3 separate regions of the Mus musculus genome follow, and all the other regions are linked to region 1. The links are chromatin contacts, called in public Hi-C and HiChIP or PLAC-seq maps. All regions are on one chromosome and are shown on one strand. Each heading gives the region's core, a stretch centred on a gene start, on an enhancer-like site or on the middle of the called end of the contact. The rest is flanking DNA. Distances are from core to core; before and after follow the strand shown.

Region 1 (4,124 bases), core at 510-3,009:
CGTGTAATAATTTGTGGGTGACAGACCAGGGCGAGGGGCTCTTTCGAACTCTGAAGCCTCCCCAGGCTCAGCAGCCATTCCCTCTTAATGAACTGGGATGCTGAGCATCAACCTTCAGTGGTCAGAAGCACTGACTACACGGTGCCAACAGCGAGAACACAAAGGCATTCTACAGGGGCCTTACAAAGTAGAGTGAAAGCAACTGTCTTCAGCCAAGCGCCTCTCATCAGAGACAGACAGGCAAACGGACAGACAGACAAGGAGCCCGGGGTGGGGTGGGGGGGAGACACACACACTAACACACACACAGAGAAACAGAGAGACAGACAGACAAGGAGCCTGAGAGAGGCAGAGGCAGAGAGACAGACAGACAGGAGCCTGGAGTGCAAATGCTCTTTAAATCACAGCTTTTCTTCTGCGCTTCAGTTTCCTCTTCAGCTAAAAGTGAATAAATACAGAATCTCCCAAAAGGTTGACACAGCAGATCAAAATAATTAGCAAATGCTAAGAACTGTCCGAACACACTGTGAAGCCCCAATAGCTATCAGCTGTTTGCTTGTTTGTTCTTTTTTTTTTTTCCCCTCCTCTGCAATTCTTTCCCTGTATTAGATACACCTGCACTCCTGGAAACACGTTTAGGTTATAAAAACCCACATGGAAGTTTAACTTAAGTTGGTGGCTCAAATTTAGCTCAAGTTTCAAAATATTGGTTGAAAGGGTTGCATAGCCATGTCTACTGCCTGTCATGCATGAAGCCCTGGGTCCACCACACCAGCACACCAAAAGCCAGGGGTAGTGGCACACACCGGTGATTCCAGCACCTGGAAAGTGGAGGCAGGAGAGTCAGAAATTCAAAATCATCTCTGACTGCATAGGAAGCCGTGGACCAGTCTGGTGTGTACACACACACACACACACACACAAGTCCGTGTCTTTCAAAAGTGTGATAAGACATCACACCGAGCCCCATGAACAAGGATCGGACGTCGTTTTAAAAATGATAAAGAGCTCTAATTTGACCAAACAAAAATCACCAGACCCAGCATCTCACCAGATGAGTCACCAAAGGAATGGCTGGCTGGCTGGCTGGCTGTGAAGTGTGCGGGGCAGAGCGTGGGGACCCGTGTCCTTCCTAATGGCTGGGAAAAGCCCGGAGAGCCACCGCGCTCGCTCGGGCCGACTGCTCTCAACGTCAATTAGACACTCGGTGCACGGAGCGTGGACCGACCGGAGCGGTCCGGGGCGGAGCACAGAGGTGCGGTAGCAGACGACGCCCCGGGATGCGGTAGCAGACGGCCCGGGATGCGGAGCCCGACCCGGTGCCCGAGGAGATGCACGACCCTGAGCAGGTGAGGCGGTTGCCCTGACGGCGAGCGGAGCGGACAGAAGCACCCCTGTACCCAGCGCGGGCCCCGGCCCCGCGCATCCCTCACCTCCTCAGACCCCGGCCCCCAGCGCCCCGCGTCTCCTCACACGCCCCGGCCCACGGCTCCTCGGACCCCGGCCCCGCCGCACTCACCGCCTTCTTCATGGTGGCCGCCATCTTGGACTGAACCACGGGGCGCGGGGGAAAACCACTCGGGCGTGCGTCACCCCCCGAGGTCCCTCTCGAGCCCTGCTGAGCCAGACTCCCCCCTAACGCACAGCACTATCTCAACACTGCTGCTATCTGTGTCTCTGAACTATAAATTCCCAGGGCAAGGACTCAGGAAAAAAAACTATGCCCTGGAAACACTTGGTATCTTCCAATTAAAGGGACAGGCAGCTTCCCTCTCGGCCGGCATAAATACCAAAAGCGGCCAATAGTCGGGCCCGAGATCCCAGCCACGGCCAGCAGGGGGAGCGCTGGGTACCACCCAGCTGTGTGGAATGGGAAGCTTAAGAAATTCTTTTTCCATTTATTCAACAACCTAGAGAGAAGCTAAGGAGGGTAAGGGCGTGGCTTCGGCAAAGTATTTGGTAAATCATTTGGTCAAGTATTTGCACTCAAGCATGGGGACCTGAGTTCGATCTACAGCCCCTACCACATAAAAACCCAGTGCTGGCGAAGCTACAAGCTGAAGGCCACTCTTGAAGTTGATCTTAGCTTGTATGCCACTGATCACTGCAGGGGACACTAGGGGATCAGCCAGGAATAGATGAAGCCAAAGGTAGGTGACACCCAAAAAGATCCAGAGCAGTGGTTCTCAATCTTCCTAGTGCTGAGACCCTTTAATACAGTTAAATGTTGTAGTGCCCCCCCCAACCATAAAAAGTAGTTTTGTTGCTACTTCATTATGTAAATTTGCTACGGTGCTGGGTCATAATGTCAATAAATATCTATTTTCTGATAGTATTAGGCGGCTTCTGTAAAGGGCTCCCGATCTATAGGTTGAGAACCACTGACCTAGAGCGCTATAACAAACTTAAATGCTTAGATAATAGCTTACTGGACGGTTGCTTGGCTATTTATATTTAGAGACAGGGTCTTGCAATGTAATCCTAGCTGTCCTGGAACTAGCTGTGTAGACCAAGCTGGCCTGAAACTCACAGAGATCTTCCTGCCTCTGCTCTCCAAGCGCTAGGATCAGAGGCGTGCTCCATCATGTGCAACTGAAATGAATTCTTTTATGTGTTTAAAATTAAATTGGTTCAGAAATATGTCTTCCACTCGCTCAAATATGTTAGCCTGGGAAGACTGCCCACACAGGGCCCAGTGGGCACCGAGCTTCCTTAGTAACCAGGGCCATTGTTAACTTCGGTAGCCAAGACTTTGCTCTCAGAAAGTCGGAGGTCTGAGGGCAGAAGAGCTTAGAGTATTGGGGTATGGGCCATTGTCTCATTTACCAAGGGACAGGGAGGACCAGGTGTGAGCCGCAGGACAGTAAAAGCACGGCTGGGCGCTCTTGCATCTCTGCCAGTCCCTCCTATGGCTTCAAGCACAAGGGCATGCCAAGGAGGGGAAGAGGGGCAGATCTCGCCTGTCTGCTTATGACGCAGTGGGTCTCAACCTTCCTAATGTGACCCTTTAATACAGTTCCTCACGTTGTGGTGACTCCCAACCATTAAATTATTTCATTGCTACTTTACAACAGTAATTTTGCTATTGTTATACATTGTAACGTAAATGCCAGACATGCAGGATGTCTGATACTTGACCTGGGTGGGAGGGCCATTCGACTTTCCAAAAGGATCACGGCCCACAGGTTGAGAACCGCTGTTCTAATGTATAATGCATGTGCCCATTTGGTTACAATCTATCTCCTATCGTTACAATGCAATCCTGCTCATTGCTTGCATACCATCAAGCCCTCTGGATATAATGAACTTGGACTCCACAGAGTGAAGTCCTAACACCCTCCTGAGGAAGGTTTGCCGTTTGCACTCTGCTACTTAGCAGTTGCACATACAGAGTCAAATCTCTGGACCTGGAATTACTACGGTGGCACCACTTTTGAGGAACTCATTTGTATATACCGCAAACCCCAGTCCTGAACTCTGTAACCCTTAGACCAGACTCAGAAGGGAGAGCTAGTGTCTGGCTGCAGTGGTCATGGAGAATCTGTAGTTAGTGGCATGTTGACTGGACCGAAAAGACACCAGACACTGGGGATGCTGCATGTCAAACAGATAAAGTACCCCGTCCCCCAGCACCTTGCTGTCTACTGACAGGAGACAGACCACAAACAACCCGTTAAATAAGGATAGTGTGTCAGAGAGGGTGGTTAGTGTAAATGTGGCTGACTGTCCCAGCAAGGGAAACACATGCAGCTTTCGTCAGGAGAACGCCACCAGAGAGGCACGAAAAAGAAAGAGAAAACAAATTCCATTGGAAGTGAATGTTGTCCAGGCTTGTCCTAGCTTTTAGACTGCGTCACACAGGGATGATGAGCATATTTGTCGTTTTGTGACAGTGTGTGTGCGCGTGCGTGTGCGCTCGCGCAAGTGCCCCTCCCCCAAGGTCCTGCGTTCCCTGGGGTTGAAGAGGAAAAGTCTGAGTGGCAGGAGCCACAGATCTCGCTAGCAGGAAGTAATTTGATCATCTGCCTGCAGGGGGCACCCAAGGACTATGACTGAATTCTCAGGCATCCAAGCCCATTTCCCAATGTTTTGGACGTCTTTTCATCTTATCCTGTTTGTATCTG
Region 2 (4,124 bases), core at 1,069-3,568, 330 kb before region 1:
CAAATGCAACCCATCACTCTTCCTTAAGGAACACGACTCTGCTGAATTAATGTGTGGGACATGTGGGAAATTCTTCCAGGAAAGCAATGTATATGGGTTTGGTGACTGGTGATTGAGAAAATCCACCTCAGACCACAAAAATCCAGAAACAAACTGATAAAGGGAGCTGGCCAGGTACCATTAGGCGAGAGCAAACCAAATTTTTTTCAGTTACATATATTTTAGTGTATATGTGTGTGTGTGTGTGTGTGTGTGTGTGTGTGTGTGCATATGGAAATATATTTAATTACTATGAATATTTTAATTTAAAAATATTTACTTTATGTGTATGGGTGTTTTGTTTGCTGTGTGTGTGTGTGCTCCACATGCATGCCTAATGCCCTTGTAGGTCAGAAGAGGCCACTGTATCCCCCCAGAACTGGAGTTACAGTGTGTTATGAACCACCATGTGGGTGATGAGTATCAACTCTGAGTCCTTGTACCCCTAGCTGCTAAGACGTCACTCCAGTCCCCTACTATCCCTCTCTTAAAGAATGGGTAAAATCACACGCAGCAAGACTGACTGTAACGGGTTCTAGTATGGATTTATAGTCAACAATGGTAGAGTTTGTATCTGCCTGCTTTAAAGGATCTGATCCTCTGAAGCCTCTCCTTTCTATCTCTTGCTGAGAGTGTGAACACTGCCTTACTTACTGCCTAAGGTACGTTCATGTCTGAAAAACTGTGTAACGCCATGAAGAAGCTAAGCACGTATCCAGCTCAAGCTGTTGTTGTTTCTGAGTCTTGTCCAGGAGGCGCAATTAATGCCCTAGAACAAGGAAATATATTCCAGTCCAAGTTCATAGTTAGCCCAGTGCCACAGCTATATGTTAGGGCCCAATAATGGCAAATATTGCTTATATTAAATGTCATAAATGTGGGTTTATGAGAAGAGGGGAGAGAGAATTTGGTGTCAATCAGGTAAGCTTGAGAAGATAATGTCAGGGACGCTGATTATGGGATTTTAATCATTATGTTGTACCTATCCAATAAAGTACAAAAGGTGAGATCCTGGACACTTTTCCGTGATGTGTTTCATGAAGACATCTTATGCCACCACAAACTCCACTCTCAGCTCCTTTGCACGTAAGCCATAAAACCTTGATACCACTTCCTTGCACCAAGTTCTATTAGATTTTGTGATTTTTACACATCTCTCCCCATTCCACAAACACAGAGTATATGAATTTGTATTATTAAGAGGAAGAAGTAGTCTTAATTGACTCTTTAAGGGGAAGAAGTCACCTACTCTTTGCCCTGTCCCTTGAGGGCAAGAAGGCTCGGAAGAGGTGCTCCAGGGGCCTTGATCAGCTTGGTTTTGTTTTGACTAAAACTCATGGTAGAAAATGTGGTTTCAGTTATTACCGAATCCATGCATGTATTGATCTATGGATTGATCGATCATAGATTAGGCTCCATGATAAAGCTTCCTTCCTTCTTGGTCTTCGTCCTCGATGCTCATGTGACAGTAAAGAATACAATGCTCACAGGACAATGCTCTCTCTACATCATCACTCATCAACTGGCAAGAGCAACTTTGAAGAAAAAAGTGAAGCCCGGTGTGGTGGCGCACGCCTTTAATCCTAGCACTCAGGAGGCAGAGGCAGGCGGATTTCTGAGTTCGAGGCCAGCCTGGTCTACAAAGTGAGTTCCAGGACAGCCAGGGCTATACAGAGAAACCTTGTCTCGAAAAACCAAAAAAAAAAAAAAAAAGTGACCCTTTTGGACAATGCCTGAATGTTTGCTTGTTTATCTTGAGATAGGATGTCATCAGCGCATCCTATCCTCCAAGTCAATATGCATTCAACCATGAGAGCGCAAACTGCTGATCTCTCTCCCGCCTCTACCTCCGGAGTGCTGGTTTACAGGAGTGAGTCACGGTGCTCAATTTCAGCAAGTGGTACAGTGCAAACCCAAGGCTTTGTGCATGGGAGGTAAGCCTTCTACCAACAGAGCTATATCCCCAGCCTCATCCAATGTCTCCTTTTAAAAACATAGTGCAGATCCTTTCTTTAGTAGTAGCATTTAAATCTTTCAGATGCTGGGGTCAAAAACAAAGGACCAAAGCATAGCAAAATGGCTACGGCATCAAAACTTCACTCTTGGCTCGCTTTCACATCTCTCAGTAGAGCAGACACGCGGCGCGGCCTCTGGTTTGAATGTCGGAGTTTTCTTGTCTGTTTAGTAAATGATGTGTGACCTTTAGTTGTACTGTGCGGCCCACACAGTGGGGAACTGACAAAACCTCTGCTTCTCACACAATTCCCTTCCGGCCTCTTCTAATCTTGGTGCCCAGGCCCTCCCATCCTGCTTGCTTTGTCTGACTGATTGGCCTAGAGCTCTTTCATCAGCACCCTCTCAACACATTAAAATGTAGCTCTAGGCTTTGACAAAACAGCACAGTGGGGGGAGGGCCCAAGGCAATACAAGAAAAACACATCAGTCAGACTAATGGCCTTGCATAACCCAGCAGGGCAGGCAGGGCTGGTCAGCTCTCTTCAGAAAACACAGGCGAAAAACTTCCTCAGGGGTTCATGCATGCAGGAGCAGGAAAAGAGACAGAAGCAGGAGTGTTGGCATCATGTTACTCCCTTCCTCCCTTCCCTCCAGCCATTGGTTTTAGCTCGGATGCTCCTGGAAGGACATCTCTTCACATCTTCATCTCAGAGGGAAGGTAAGGACCACATCCCAGAACAATGTCACACGGATGCCAATCTGACTGATGATGTTGGAGATGGCACCTGTCTTGGGGGAGGAGCCTGGACGCACATTTGGGCTCGGAAGTGAAGCCAGTCTTGAGGTTCAGAGCATTTTAACACAGAGTGAGGAAAACTGGGACACCATCATTTCCAAATCCTGGTGGAAGAAGAGGATTTCGTTTCTCCTGAGCAGGTCTGTGTGCAAGACCCAGCATCCTATTTGAACTCCTCTGTTCAACATAGTGAAAAGGAAGGTACCCTGCCCACTTCCCTTCCCCTTCCTTGATAATAAGAAATGAACCGCCCATGAAAGAGTGAGACATTCGAGAGTGTTCAGTGGCTTGCATCGAGAGTACCAGTCGTGAGTGTCCAGGAGACGTCAACGCGGCTTTTGTTTTATTTATAGGCCCTTCAGTTAGAAGAGAGTCCAACTTCTCCGCAGTGTGAGCTCACCAGCGAGCGTGCATTTGGTGTGAGCTATGTGAAAAGCTATCACTTATTCTCCGAGTCTGTTCAGATGGTCTCACACCCCAAGCAAAAAAACAAAACAAAAACACAAAACAACAACAACAACAACAACAACAACAACAACAACAACAACAACAACAAAAAAACAAACCTTTTCATAAGTTTAGGGGAAGCATCTGTGCCGGGAACCTTTCTTGGCTTACCTAAAATTTCTTTTTAAATGATGTCAAAGGCCCGAGAGAGACTCTCTCTCCGGTCAGTAAAGAAAGGCATTCATGTGTGGAAATTATTTAGCACGTTCTGCCAAATGTCTCCTGAGCCTCTCTCACTCCTGCAGAGGCGAAGAAACCCGGGGTATTAATTTAAATCATTCGGAGGCGAGGTAGAGCCTGCCACCGAAGCATGTGAAGCCAGCAGCCCGCTCCAAACATAAAAGGGAAAGCTCACTGGACACCTGCCACCCTTCTGCGAACAATGGCACTTCTGGAAAGGATCCATAGGGACGTAGCTGCCCCAAGAGCACTCTGCCATTGGATCTTCCCATGGAAAGCTGTGGCCTCTGGCAGGTTGATGTGTGTAAGTGAGATGTCAGAGCCAGAGCAGCGGAAGCAGCAGGCTAAAGACAAACACCTCAGACAAAAGAAGCAACAAAGCTTTAGGCCTCTAGAATACCTGAATTGTTACTGTTATTGTCAGGAGGAAATCTTTGTGCAGTCGCAGGTTATTACAATTTTTATGCTTCATCTTCAAATTTCTTCATGGGGAAAAAAATGGCAATAGGGTTGAATGTACTTGTCCTGGGAGGTGAAGGGAGACATAGGTAGAAGGTCCCAGAGGCTTGGCCCCAACTGCACAGCTACCCAGGAAAGGTGTGCCCAGGCTCCAAGAGAAAAGAGCAAATGGGGGTTCACCAACTAA
Region 3 (4,124 bases), core at 645-3,144, 260 kb after region 1:
GCCTCTGGTTGGTGGATTAGAAAAGAGGTTTAACCATTTAAAAACTCTAAATAAAGTAGGTTTTGAAAAAAAACAAAACAAAACTAAGCCTACGGGAACTGAACTCTGGTTCCCTGCAAGAGGAACAAGTGCTCCTAACCACTGAGCCATCTCATCAGCCCCTGAGATAGTGAAGACCCACTGGGTTGCACACAATGACTTCACTAAGTGAGCAGATGCAAGCATTACATAACTTGTAAAGCTCCGTCTCAGGAATACAGCGAGACCTGAGGAGGAACCAAAGCAAGGAAAGAGAAGGGTTAAAAAGGACTCACTTGCCGGGAGGTGGTGGCGCACACCTTTAATCCCAGCACTTGGGAGGCAGAGGCAGGCAGATTTCTGAGTTCAAGGCCAGCCTGGTCTACAAAGTGAGTTCCAGGACAGCCAGGAATACACAGAGAAACCCTGTCTCAAAAAAAAAAAAAAAAAAAAAAAAAAAAAAAGAATCACTTGGCAGGTCCCTGCTGCTCACTCTGCCTCTCTTCATCCCTGCCCTGTCCTTCCTGCAACATGCATGGACCAACTCTCTACCACAGCATTGTCTTGGTGACAAACATCTGCCCCTCTGCCCCAGACTTACATACTACAGCCTTGGTCATACAAAGACAGAGAGACTGGCAATCCTTTAGGCAGATTCCATTCTCCCGAAAAAGGAGAATCCAGTGCACTAGCTCCCAGCATCCGTCAGCCATCGACAGCAAGGCAGAGCCATGGAGAACAAACACAGAATCTAAGAATGACTTCTTTTGAGACCGTAGACCTGGGCCAAGCAGGGGAGGGTGGAAGAAACTCATGAGTAGGGCTGATCATCTGATGGTGAATCTCTTAAGTGTATTTCCCTCCTTGTAAGAGGGGCAGTGAGATTGGGACTGGAGACGTAAGTCGGGAGCTTGCCAAATATTCATGAGGTCCCAGATCCTAACCCAGCACCATAAATAATAATCATAATCAGCATCATGACAATAATAAAACATCAAGTTCCTTCCATGGAGAAGGCTTGTCAGCAAGCTTGCTTCCCTGTGGTCATCCCTTTTCCTGGGAAACATTCCTGGATCCCCCAGGATCCCTCAAGATGACAAGGTTCCCAAGGGATTCAGCAACCCGACCTTCCCTGCACTTCTTCCTTGGCCCCTGAAATGCTGGCAATATCCCCACTAAAAATCATCTCTACAACAGACGTCCATTTTCAAATTGTGGGCTGCCTACTTCATTTAAATTGCTTTCTGTTCTACCTTCCTCGGAGCCCACAGGCATCTCTTGCAGACCAGGATCTTGTGCTCCTTGCCAGCCCTGTATGTCTGGCTCGAATTAAACTTGTGACCACCTAGTGGCCTCACAGAACTTCCCAGGAACTGCCGTCTGTCCATCACCCACTGCAGGCAGCAATAACGGATGTCGGAGTCCACACCAGTTCCTGGTAAATTTTCTTATTCCTTCCAGCCCTTCCCATGAGGCTTCAGGGACCGCTGGGAATCCTGAGTCTCTCATACAAATATTTGATCTCCCAGACATTTCACCAGTGGGTCTTCCGTCGTCAGCACTGAGTCAGCAGAGTGTCCAGAATAGATCAAAGACAGCCCCACAGTCTGTCATCGAAGACCTCCTGAGTTGCTCTGACTCAACCGGGATGCTATGAATTTTGTCCCTAAGACAGGAAAGGTGGTTGCCCAGATTGTTCTGTGTTTCATTTTTTTTAAAAAATAAGAACAGAAAAGATCTGCTAGGATCATAATCTAAGACATCAAGCATAGGGGAGCCCTCAGGAGCACTTCAAAGCAGTTAGCGAGGTGTGGTCATGTTTTTCTGCACCAGCTGGGAGGGATTCTGAGTCAGAGCTCCTGGATGTGTAACCAGGGTGGCAGAGCAATAAGAGTTACAGCTGGGATTCGAATGTAGGCTGGTGACTCATAGCCTAGAGGGTTCATCTCTATACTGAACCAGGAAGCTGCTTTCTTCTTCTTCTTCTTCTTCTTCTTCTTCTTCTTCTTCTTCTTCTTCTTCTTCTTCTTCTTCTTCTTCTTCTTCTTCTTCTTCTTCTTCTTCTTCTCCTTCTCCTTCTCCTTCTCCTTCTCCTTCTCCTTCTCCTTCTCCTTCTCCTTCTCCTTCTCCTTCTCCTTCTCCTTTTTCTTCTTCATCTTCTTCTTCTTCCTCCTCCTCCTCTTCCTCCTCCTCCTCCTCCTTCTTCTTCCTCTTCCTCCTCCTCCTCCTCCTTCTTCTTCCTCTTCCTCCTCCTCCTCTTCCTCCTTCTCCCTCTCCCTCTTCCTCTTCTTCCTCCTCTTGCTCCTCCTCTTCTTCCTCCTCCTCCACTTCTTCTTCCCCCTTTTGTTCCTCCTCTTCTTGCTCCTCCTTCTCTTGCTCCTCCTCCTCCTCCTTTTTCTCCTCCTCCTCCACCACTGCCACCACCATCATCATTCAAAAGGCCAGGAAGTGAATATCTCAGTTAGAGGGACCACACAGCCACACAGTGTGGGCCATGTAAACACTATATATCAATGGGTGAGGCCCTCTTCAAATACAATTTTGATAACAAAACAGGCAATAGAAATATCTAGTCCTAATCCCAGCATTTAGGAGACAGAGGCAGGAGGATCTCTATGAGTTCCAGGGCAGCATAGTATATATAGTAAGTTCCAGACCAGCCAGGGCTATACAGTGAAACACTGGAAGGAGTTGGAGGGTGGGGAGATAGAGGACAGACAGATGGACAGACAGGCAGAAAAAATTGGAGAAGGGAAGACAGACAGACACAGATCCTGTTCATTACCACAAAGCTATAAAAACAGGGAAAGGGGCTGCACAAACAGGGGAAGCAGGCACTGGGGCTGGGACTGTGTGTCAGGTTCTCAGAGGAATGACAGCTTGCTGAATGCTGCTGTTAGGGAGCTGGGGAAAGAGCATCCATGAGAAGAACAGGGAGATGCCAGGAAGGCTCAAAGAGGAGAGAACAGGGCTGCGGATGGAGAGTCATTGGTGCAGTTGGTAATTTCCAGGAGAGCCAGAGAGTGCTAACAGGGGCTTCATCTGCACAGCCAGCCTGCTTAGCCAACAAGCTATGAAGATGTAAATGAAAGCAGGGTCCTCGCCTCCCCAAGTTACTTCCTCTGGTTAAGGTGTCTATCACAGCACCAGGAAGGCAAACCAGGGCGCCCTCCTATGTCTTCTTGTCCCCTGAAAGGAAAAAGGAGTTTGTAACCAAAACAAAAAGCACAGAACTGCTCCTGAACCGTGCCATAGTTCAGTTTAAGTCACTGTCTTGACTCTGGGTGATACTGGGGTGACAGATAACGGTGCATCATTTGTCAATGCCTAAAGCTAAGAGGACGGAAAAGAAATCCTACAGGCATCCCCAACTTCCGAGTTCTCCGGCTTCCATGTTTCACGATGCCACTCTCACCCGCCAAATGATCGGGTATCCGGAGATGTGTCTCCTGACATCAGCCCCCACTCCCACGCTGGTGAGTCAGAACACTAAATTCATGAAGACAAATTTGATTAAGCTTCACGCTGTGGTGACCAACAGCTATTTTTCTTGAGGCATTGAATCCAAACCTCTCGGGTGTGGGGACGAATGAGCCAGGCATTGCTGGGCCAAGTCAGGGCAGGGCTTGAAGTATAAGTCTCAGCACAAGCAGAGAGCTCCTTGGTTAATCTTTTATTCAGGCACAGGTCCAGGGGCATCACTGATTAAATTTTTTTATTTGGGCACAGGCATTGTTTTAAGGGGTAATTACAGACAATCCATATACAGGCATGCCTGGGCAGCTTCTAAGAGGAAAACTTTAGACCAAATTCTGGATCCCAAAGAGATCCTCCCATTGATATGTTAATCATCTCCTGTGTGCCAGCCTGCTGCGAAGAGATACTTACTGGAACAAAGGAGAAGCCTGTGGGAGAATAAAGCGGGGTAAGTGGTCTCAGACTGTAACCCCTATCGATATTGACAGGAGCTGGAGGAATTCTGACCCATTCATGGGTTTAAAGGGACAATCAAGCAGGGTATGGTGGCTCATGCTTGTAATCTAGCCATTGAGGGGACCTGAGGTAAGAGGATTGCCAAAAGTTCCAGGCCAGCCTGGGTATTTAGT

The links. Hi-C and Micro-C count contacts between places; a contact is called where the count stands out from the background. HiChIP or PLAC-seq counts read pairs in DNA pulled down with a chosen protein or histone mark.
Region 2: a contact with region 1 is called in an H3K4me3 HiChIP or PLAC-seq map of embryonic basal ganglia, with 5 times the contacts expected there. The contact joins the enhancer-like site here to the promoter of Pfdn4 in region 1. A contact is called at or near these places in 2 of 39 promoter capture datasets (cranial neural crest and maxillary cranial neural crest), 2 of 484 Hi-C or Micro-C datasets (cortical neurons and embryonic stem cells), 16 of 115 datasets of contacts at active chromatin or transcription factors (craniofacial prominence, embryonic basal ganglia, embryonic forebrain and 7 more) and 2 of 9 other capture datasets (adipose tissue and embryonic stem cells).
Region 3: a Hi-C map of tail fibroblasts shows a contact between it and region 1, with 8 times the contacts expected there. The contact joins the enhancer-like site here to the promoter of Pfdn4 in region 1. A contact is called at or near these places in 8 of 484 Hi-C or Micro-C datasets (the G1E-ER4 cell line, the MC38 cell line, the P5424 cell line and 3 more), 1 of 115 datasets of contacts at active chromatin or transcription factors (embryonic stem cells) and 1 of 9 other capture datasets (liver).

Annotation. Positions count from the first base shown.
Region 1 is chr2:170,508,865-170,512,988 of GRCm38.p6, reverse strand. It overlaps Pfdn4 (prefoldin 4), which reads right to left and starts at 1,759. Exons shown (of 4, transcript NM_001110152.2): 1 at 1,520-1,759. The coding sequence starts at 1,543. It overlaps Gm16796 (predicted gene, 16796), which reads left to right and starts at 1,062. Exons shown (of 3, transcript NR_040367.1): 1 at 1,062-2,150.
Region 2 is chr2:170,836,600-170,840,723 of GRCm38.p6, reverse strand. The region is part of intron 5 of Dok5 (docking protein 5); the gene reads right to left. Among named protein-coding and RNA genes, the nearest start is that of Gm35033, 63 kb to the right of the region's middle. RefSeq lists an enhancer at 1,283-4,124. Within about 2 kb of position 2,318, at least 59 of the 459 cell types and tissues checked have an H3K27ac peak or open chromatin away from gene starts, as enhancers often do. A contact at or near this core is called in adipose tissue, embryonic basal ganglia, embryonic forebrain and 3 more, where this site is marked.
Region 3 is chr2:170,245,616-170,249,739 of GRCm38.p6, reverse strand. No RefSeq gene overlaps it. Among named protein-coding and RNA genes, the nearest start is that of Gm17619, 54 kb to the right of the region's middle. Within about 2 kb of position 1,894, at least 106 of the 459 cell types and tissues checked have an H3K27ac peak or open chromatin away from gene starts, as enhancers often do. A contact at or near this core is called in the MC38 cell line, myocytes and tail fibroblasts, where this site is marked.